2 separate regions of the Hordeum vulgare genome follow, and region 2 is linked to region 1. A link is a contact called in public Hi-C data. All regions are on one chromosome and are shown on one strand. The core of a region is the stretch at or near the end of the contact, and the rest is flanking DNA. Distances in the headings are between cores, read along the strand shown. Region 1 holds the start of LOC123448337. Region 2 holds the start of LOC123448339 (stress-associated endoplasmic reticulum protein 2-like).

The links. Hi-C and Micro-C count contacts between places; a contact is called where the count stands out from the background.
Region 2: a contact with region 1 is called in a Hi-C map of leaf, with 2.2 times the contacts expected there. The contact joins the promoter of LOC123448339 here to the promoter of LOC123448337 in region 1. A contact is called at or near these places in 2 of 6 Hi-C or Micro-C datasets (leaf and seedling).

What each region holds. Positions count from the first base shown.
Region 1 is chr4H:178,314,189-178,318,531 of MorexV3_pseudomolecules_assembly, forward strand. LOC123448337 reads left to right here and starts at 1,672. Exons shown (of 3, transcript XM_045125176.1): 1 at 1,672-2,358; 2 at 2,639-2,706; 3 at 4,003-4,200. The coding sequence starts at 1,977. The coding sequence ends at 4,026.
Region 2 is chr4H:178,672,359-178,676,614 of MorexV3_pseudomolecules_assembly, forward strand. It overlaps LOC123448339 (stress-associated endoplasmic reticulum protein 2-like), which reads right to left and starts at 1,659. Exons shown (of 3, transcript XM_045125178.1): 1 at 1,551-1,659; 2 at 74-230. The coding sequence starts at 1,553.

The sequences.
Region 1 (4,343 bases), core at 422-2,921:
TCATTTCGGACACTTGAAAAATGGAAAATGAATTTTTCATACAAGAAAAATGAAAACTTCCTTAATCAACATTGTTTTTCAATCCAATATGCACCCTTGTGCATAATATTAGATCGTTTGAACGAACTATGCCATGAATGTGGTCATAAGATTGATCATTTGGCTCAAAAGCCACGAATCTTCACACACGATAGCCAATTTCTGAGAAAACTTTTTTAAAATAATCACTGTATTACAAGTTTATTATTTTTCCTGGTAACTTGGTCACATATTATGACACAACACGAAGGTTTTGCATTTTTTGATTTTTTTAGTTTGTTATGCTCGTTTCAAAATGCGGTCGAAACGGCGGGCTTGACCGTTCATAGCTAGGGGTTCAATCTTGCCAAAACTTTGTTGGAACTCTGATTAAATAGATACTTATTTACCTAAAATGATTTTAGGAAAAAATCATGAGAAAACTATGAGGCACCTCTAGTTCAAATTTGACCCGCTTCCTTCTAAATCGGTGGCAATTTGTCTTTTTCACTAGAGGAGGATAAAAGCTTTTAATATCCAACCAATTTGTCAATTGTACATTAAATATGACCTAGTATTTTATAAAAATGATTTGGTACAATTTTGAAACAAATATATGGTAGGTTCTTCACAAAAAAACTCATTTCGGGCACTTGAAAAATGGAAAATGAATTTTTCATACAAGGAAAATGAAAACTTCCTTAATCAAGATTGTTTCCCATTCCAATATGAACCCTTGTGCATAATATTAGGTCGTTTCAACAAACTATGCCATGAATGTGGTTATAAGATTGATCATTTGGCTCGAAAGCCATGAATCTTCACATACTATAGCCATTTATGAGAACACTTTTTTAAAATAATCACCGTATTACAAGTTTATTATTTTTCCTGGTAACTTGGTCACATATTATGATACAAGGCGAAGGTTTTTCATTTTTTTCATTTTTTTTTGAATTTTTCATGACCATTTCAAAATGCGGTCAAAACGATGGGTATGACCGTTCTTACCTAGTGTTTGAATCTTGGAAATATTTTGATATTTCTCTGATTAAATAGATACTTTTGTATCTATAAATGATTTTTAGAAAAAATAAAAAGAAATCTATAATGAAGCTGCAGTTCAAATTTGACCCGCTTCCAGCTGAATCGACGAAAATTTATCTTTTTCACGAGAGGTGGATAAAAGCTTTTGACATCCAACCATTGGGTTAATTTTATGTTAAATATGGTCTAGTATTTTAGAAAAATGATTTGATCCAATTTTGCAATAAATACATGGTAGGTTCTTCACAAAAAAACTCATTTTAGGCACTCGAAATATGAAAATATTGAATATTTCATTTTAAAAAATTGTAATTAAGGTCTAAAGAATATGAAATTTGACATGGTATTAGTTCATCATTTCTAGAAGGCATGGAAAGATATTTGAGATTTTTTGCTAAATATTAACGTGTTTATTTTATCAAAAGTCATAGGGTAAAAAAACACAATTTTGTTGCCGGTTTCCTATTGGCTAAAACCTCCTCTCCCGGATCGATGACGTGGCAGGGCAGTCAGCCCGAGTCGAGCTGATCTGAGCCGTCAAAGCCAATGATCCAACGGATCCAAACACTGCGCGCCCGTCCTTCACTTTCTAAACGAGAAAAAATGCAAACCCTAACTTGTCCGACTGATTCACCCCCTCCCTCGTCTCGTCTCTCCACCCCGCCTCCGTCTCCTACCCACCGCCGCCACTCCCACCCAAACCCCTCGTCCACCGCCACCATGGACAGGGCCCCGCCGCCCGGCGCTTCTCGCAATGCCGTCGGCCAGCGGTGGCTCACTGTCTTCACCTTCCTGGCCACGCTCTCGGCCGCCGCCTCCGTAATCCACCTCGCGGTGTCCCCGAGCCGCCGCCACCCTAGCCTCGGGGTACCCCCGGCCCCCACAACCGCCTCGCGCCGCTCTGCCTGCTGATGGATCCGGCCACGCCCGCCTCCGATGCCGACGTCTACGTCGAGGCCAACGGGGAGGACGGCGCGGATGACTCGGAGTTCGCGGACGCCCAGGCGGGAGCGGGGGGACCACCGTGCTGCTGGACCTGCGTCGTGGTGCTGCTCGCGGCGGCCTTCGGGGAGCACCTGGCGCCCACCGTGCTGGGCCTAGGCGGGGTCTGGTCCGGCTGCCTCGTGCAGACGCTCGTCATCATGCAGCGCCCGCTGCTGCTGCCGGCGGACCGCGAGAGGGTCGCCGCCACCGCCACCGCCGCCGCGGTCGTTCTGCCGCTGCCGCCCAAGCATAAGTCGGTCGATTCCTGCCTTCTCCCCTTCTTTTGGTTAGGAACCATCAGCGAATCAGGTGGCTTCCCTTCCTTCATTGCTCAGGAATATTCGGGCCTTCCATTAATGCTTTCCCCTTTCCATTTGTCGCCTTCCCTGCAAGATTGGTTGGGTTAGCACCTCTTTTTTTGGTTGATCGGTTCATGTCCGATAAGTTTGGTCCAAGGATTCCGCATTTGTCGGGAACAGTTCATTTCAATTGCTCGATTAACCTGTGCTTGTCTCCTGTGCGGTTCACCACTGATTCTAACCCTGTTACAGCCTCTACAGCCATTTCATTTGTTCTGTTCTATGTTCAGGAATCTACAAGAACAATGGCTATCTGATGGTGTCCTGCAATGGCGGTCTCAACCAGATGCGCGCAGCTGTAAGTACAGCTTGTGACAATCTCAATGCATCTAATCTACTGCGCTGCCTATATTTCTGAGCCATTGCTGATGTCCAAATGCTGAAACTGAACCATGAAAGTTGCACTGTTAAATCAGATATGCGATATGGTGACGGTTGCAAGATACTTTAATGTCATACTCATCGTGCCGGAGTTGGATAAAACTTCATTTTGGGTTGATCCTAGGTCAGCGTTTCTATGTGCAGTCACTGCATTTCTTAACAATTCAGTGAAGGACTGCCTTTGCCTTATCCCTTTTCTGTTGCTTAGCATGCTGATCATGTTTAATTTATGCTTAGCATGCTGCTGCTGTTTGTGCCGATTTAATTTATGCTTAGCATGCTGCTATTTATACTTAAGGATGTAGGCCATAATTTAATTTATACTTAAGGATGTACGCCATAATTTATGCTGCTATTTATACATAATGTAAACTGAAGGCCATAATTTAATTTATGCTTAGCATGCTGCTGCTGTTTGTGCCGATTCAGTAGTAATGATAAATGTGGAAAACTGTAAGGTCTCTCAACTTGGGATGTAGATCATGCTGTTCCATATCGATGTTGTGGGCCGACGCTTAGATACGACAGACAGTACCTGTGCATTGGTGTCCTGGAAACCCCCTTGAAGATAATAACTTACCATTATGTGCTTTGTATAATATAGTGTGTAGTGTCACCACTATCTAGGTACTGGATGGTCTCTTTGCTGATGGGTCCTCACAGTCGTTGTGCAATAGCATGATTGTTTATCGTACATTTGTTTCTTTTCTACATTGTGTGTCTAAATTTTTCACAGTCTACTTTGTTGTCCATCACTTAAAATGCTGGCTGAAAAAACACTGATCCCTGATGTCAAAACATCCTGAAAAAGGGTACGCATGTATTTTGTTTGTAAATTTATCAAAAAAACTGGCATATCTGAAGCATGAATGGAAAAAATTTAGCGCTCTCACAATATTTGTACCCTTTGTATAATGCAAGTTTTGTGCTCCTAAAAGAATTACATTTTAGAGACCTAGATTTGTTTCTTTTGCTCAGGTGCAAAATAATGTTTTCTTTTCCAAGAAAAACTTCCCGAATCTGCATGGGTCAAACATTTCACATGTAATTTTACCTGAATTTTAGGACACTCAAATTATTTTTTTACTATCTACTAAGGAAGCACATGCTCCTGCATTCCATTTTATCTATATTTGTCATTCTTACTTGTTGAATATCTACCGTATGATTACGACTTATGACCCGTTGATGGAGATTCCCTTTTAATTTGCAGGGACTTTATTCATGTTTCTCCTGAGATCGAGGATGAAGAAGTTGGAAAAATAAATGCATGCTGGATCTAGGGAGGTGTAGGACTTTGTTGTAATGCCCTTTTTTCTGGGAATTTTGTTGTACTGGTGATTTTGCTAAGAATTTGGTGTATATTTGCTTGCCACCATGTTTACTTTAAATTTATTTTTGGATTGGAAAATATATTGGCATTGAATCTGGATTGAATGTATATCTATGATGTAAATATTATTTGATATGAAGAGGCACAACCCAAATCAAGAAGTGGATAAAATGTCTATTGGATCAAATCTGTTTGGGCTTTGAAAAGGCCATGGCTCAAAA
Region 2 (4,256 bases), core at 409-2,908, 360 kb after region 1:
GTAAGTGAGCATGTGACAAGTGGCAGTGAAGTAGATTGAATATACGAGATCAAGAGAAAATTGGAATGCATACATGATCCGATGACCACAAAGATGAAGAATCCAAGAACTATAGGTCCAACAGGATAGTCATTCCCCTTCTTCACAGTGGTTTCAGGCACTGAACCCCTCTTGGTGATGTTCTTCTGGAACTTTGCCGTCTTCCTGTCAGCAAGGCGCCTGGAAGTGGTCTGCCATACAGAAAGAGAAAGGCCACAGTTGAGCAAAAAAAGGTACATTGAGCAATATAAAAAAGCACTCAAACTGCTAACTCCTTCACATATATGAGGGTCGAAACTATTGATAGCAAAACCATCAGTAGATTAGCCAGTTACATGCAGTTGTCAGTTAACCCTCCAGCCAACAATAGTGAGTCACCAATACTTTTTTCCTTCCTAGTCAGCAGTTTACTAACCAACTGACAACCCACGACAGTGCCACCATTACATCACAGCATCATTATCCATCCTAAATCATTGTTTGTTTCTAGTCCATAGAAACTCTAACTACCTTTCTGTGGTGGCATCAATATTTCATTAACGAGATAAAGTGCATCCTAAATCACTGTATGTTTCTAGTCCATAGAAACACTCTGGTGGCATCAATATTTCATTACCGAGAAAAAGTACATCCTTTTCCCCAAATGTACACACTACTATGAAACAACAATAACCGGAGCTAAAGAGTAGACAGCATAAGGAAGGTAAGCAGCTGCCCCAAGAGGGGTACAAAAACTAAACATGACAATGTTTACATGATATTTTGAGCAAATTTTGCATTCACCACCTATGTTTGGCAGGATGAAAGATAAACAGTTCTCCACCCGCAACATCCTACAGAGGTTTTGGTGTACACTAGAGAATTACATCACAAACAATCTGAACATGAACAAGTGCACCACTCAATGCAATTTATCACGTCGCACTGAGATTTCTACCCACACTCTTGATTCCACCACACAATCAGTACGAATTCTGATGGCAATAACAAATACAAAAATAACATTTCTATGTGAATAGTCATCACCAATTCATGAGTACTAATTATTCTCCAAGACAGAATAAAGCGTGGCAAATCATCCAGTATCCCCATTATGAAGACTTGACGGAGAGCATATAAATATCTAATTTCCGGTACCATTCAACTCAAATAATCTTCCGGTATCTACGGATTCCTGATCCACCTCACCGCGAGAAATAAAACTACAGCATCCGATTCCCGTAAAAGGCTCGATGCTCACGGTAAATCCAACGATCCAAGCACTGCCAGAGCAGAACTGCACGAAACCAACGTATCACGCGGATACAGGAAAATGATAGAAGCTATTTCTTCCGACCAAGCGCAAACATCAGGACCAAATCAGAATCGAGAACACGAAGGGCTCGTATCCAAAGGTGTCAACGCAAGGATGCCATCTAGATCCGGATCTGCTCCTAACCGACCAGGACCAATCCGTACCTAGAAGGGGAGCATCCCTTTCAATCTAGGTGGAGAAGTCTAGATCCGCTTACCATCTTGGCTTTGGGCGGTGTCCGGTAAGCTCGCCGGCAAGGAATGGGAGCTGGTGCAGCCGGTGGGTAGCTTGGGCTTGATGTTGTGATTTGGCCATTTTGAGGCGACACGAGGGCTTTATAGGAAAGCGAGTGGCTTCTAGGCTCTGTCCCGGGAACTCCTATACGGCGCTGCAGGCGCCGGTTTGCCCTCCTGGCGCCTGCAGCGCACCATGTTGGGCCGGCCCATCAAATAGTTCGGCGACCCTGCACGCCCTGAAAAGATTCATTGATTTTTGAAAAAATAAAGTACATCGATTTTGCAAAAAAAGTACTTCAAAAGGGAAAAATGTTGACAAACTTTAAATTTAATAATAATCGAATTTTGAAAATGTTTATAACTTTTGACAAAGGTTCATTATCTTTTATAAAAACTTCAGTGATTTATGTTCATCAAATTTATAAAAAAAAATAGGTTTTCAAAAAAAGTTCAACTAATTTGAAAAAAGTTGATCGTAGTTTTCAAAAAAACAAAAAAAAGTTCATCAAATTTGAAAAAATTTAATCGGTTTTAAAAAAAATAACAAATTTAAAAATAGTTCATCAAAATTTTAGAAAAATTTCATCGAATTTTAAATAAATCATCAAAATTTATAAAAAGTTCACCGAATTAAAAAAGAGATCATTAATTTTGAAAAAAAAGTTCATCATATTTTAAAAAAAGTTCATTTAATGTGAAAAAAGTTCATCAAATTTTAAAAATAGTTCATCGAATTAAAACAAATTCATTCAATTTCAGAAAGAAAAAAATCATCAAAATTCTAAAAACTTTAATTTAATATGAAAAAAGTTCATCAATTTTGACAAAAGTTTGGTGAATTTGAAAAGAAAATCATCAATTTGAAGGAAAAGTTCTTGAACTATAAAAAAATCTTTGAGCCATAAAGGAAAAAAAGGAAAAGTAGAAGATAAAAAGAAAAACAGAAGCAAAAAACGAAAAACAGAAGAAAAAAACGAAAAGTAGAAGAAAAAAACAAAAAACATAAGCAAAAAACCAAAACCAAAAAAAAGGGCAAAAGAAAATTATTAATCACATAGCGTTCAGTGGCGTGGTGGTTAGTGCGTGTTAATCACTGCTGAAGTCCAGAGTTCGATTCGCCACGACGCCAAGCCCTTTTTTATGTAGAAGGGAAAGAAAAAAATACTGAAATGGGCCGGCCCGGCGCGGGTCGCTGCACGCGCCCGTTAGCAGAATTGCACTGTAACGGGCGCGTGTGGCGCCAAGTAGGAATTCTGCTCTATCCCAGCCTGCCTTTGCGTGGAAGGCGTGGGCAGCATGGACCACACGGGCCGGTCGGGTCATCACCGGCCGCACCCCCTTTGAGATGATTTTTTTTGTCTTTTGAGGAAAAAAAATAGTACCTCCTTCGTTCTATATTAATCTCTTGTATTTTGACCGAATACTTCGGAGAGTCGGCAGAAAATGAAATATATACAGGTTCTGCTTGAAAATCTGCTTGACCAATAAGAGCTAATATGGCTCCAACGCGGTCCAACTCGCTGCTGCATGGAGACCGAAACACTGCTTATTTTCATAGAGGAGTCTCTACTCGTAAGAGGCGCAGCTGCATTAAGAAGCTGCTCGACGATACCGGTGGGTGGAAGGAAAGCGAAGATGACATCAGTTCCATCATCTCCACTTATTTTTCAGACCTGTTTACAGCACAGGTCCATTTGCCGGATGAGAATGTGTTGTCTAGGGTGCCTAGACGTGTGACAGAGGACATGAATGATGCCCTTATGGCCCCCTATACTCCAAAAGAGGTTAAGAAAGCATTATTCTCCATTGGTGATTTCAAAGCACCCAGACCTGATGGTTTACATGTAGTTTTTTACAAGAGATTTTGGCCAATGTTGGGGATGATTTGGTTAGGGAAGTGCTCCAGGCTATTAACTCACAAGTAATTCCACCAGCTTGGAATGATACTAGTATTGTTATGATCCCCAAGATCAACACGCCTCAGACTGTTAAACAGTTCAGGCCTATTAGCTTGTGCAATGTGGTATATAAAGTTATCTCCAAGATGATTGCTACAAGACTGAAAATCTGGTTGCCAGAAATCATTAGCCCCACACAAAGTGCCTTTGTTCCTGGGAGACTAATCACCGATAACGTTGTGATAGACTACGGGTGTCTGCATGCAATTAAATGGAAGAAACAAGGCAAGGAGGGATGGTGTGCGGTAAAGTTGGATATGCACAAAGCATATGATCGTGTTGAATGGGTTTTTCTGGAGGCTATACTTCTCAACTTGGCCTTTAGGTCTGAAAGGATCATGAGTTGTGTTTCATCAGTGGAATACATAGTGAGGTATAATTCAGCTGAAACAGATACTATCAAACCTTCGCGAGGTCTTCGCCAGGGGGGTCCTTTATCTCCGTATTTATTCCTGCTGGTTACTGAAGGGCTGACAGCACTCCTTCACCATGCAAAACAATCAGGTGAACTAGAAGGGCTCAAGGTTTGCCGCAATGCCCCATCTGTTTCAGACCTCTTGTTTGCTGATGACTCTTTAATTTTGATGAAAACAAATGCAAAGAACGCTCCAGCTTGAAAGCTGTTTTGGATGCTTATTGCAGCGCTTCTGGACAGCTGGTGAGCGTGTAGGAATCTAGTATCTTCTTCGGTCCGAGTACGGAGGTAAACATAAAGGCTCAGGTCTGTAC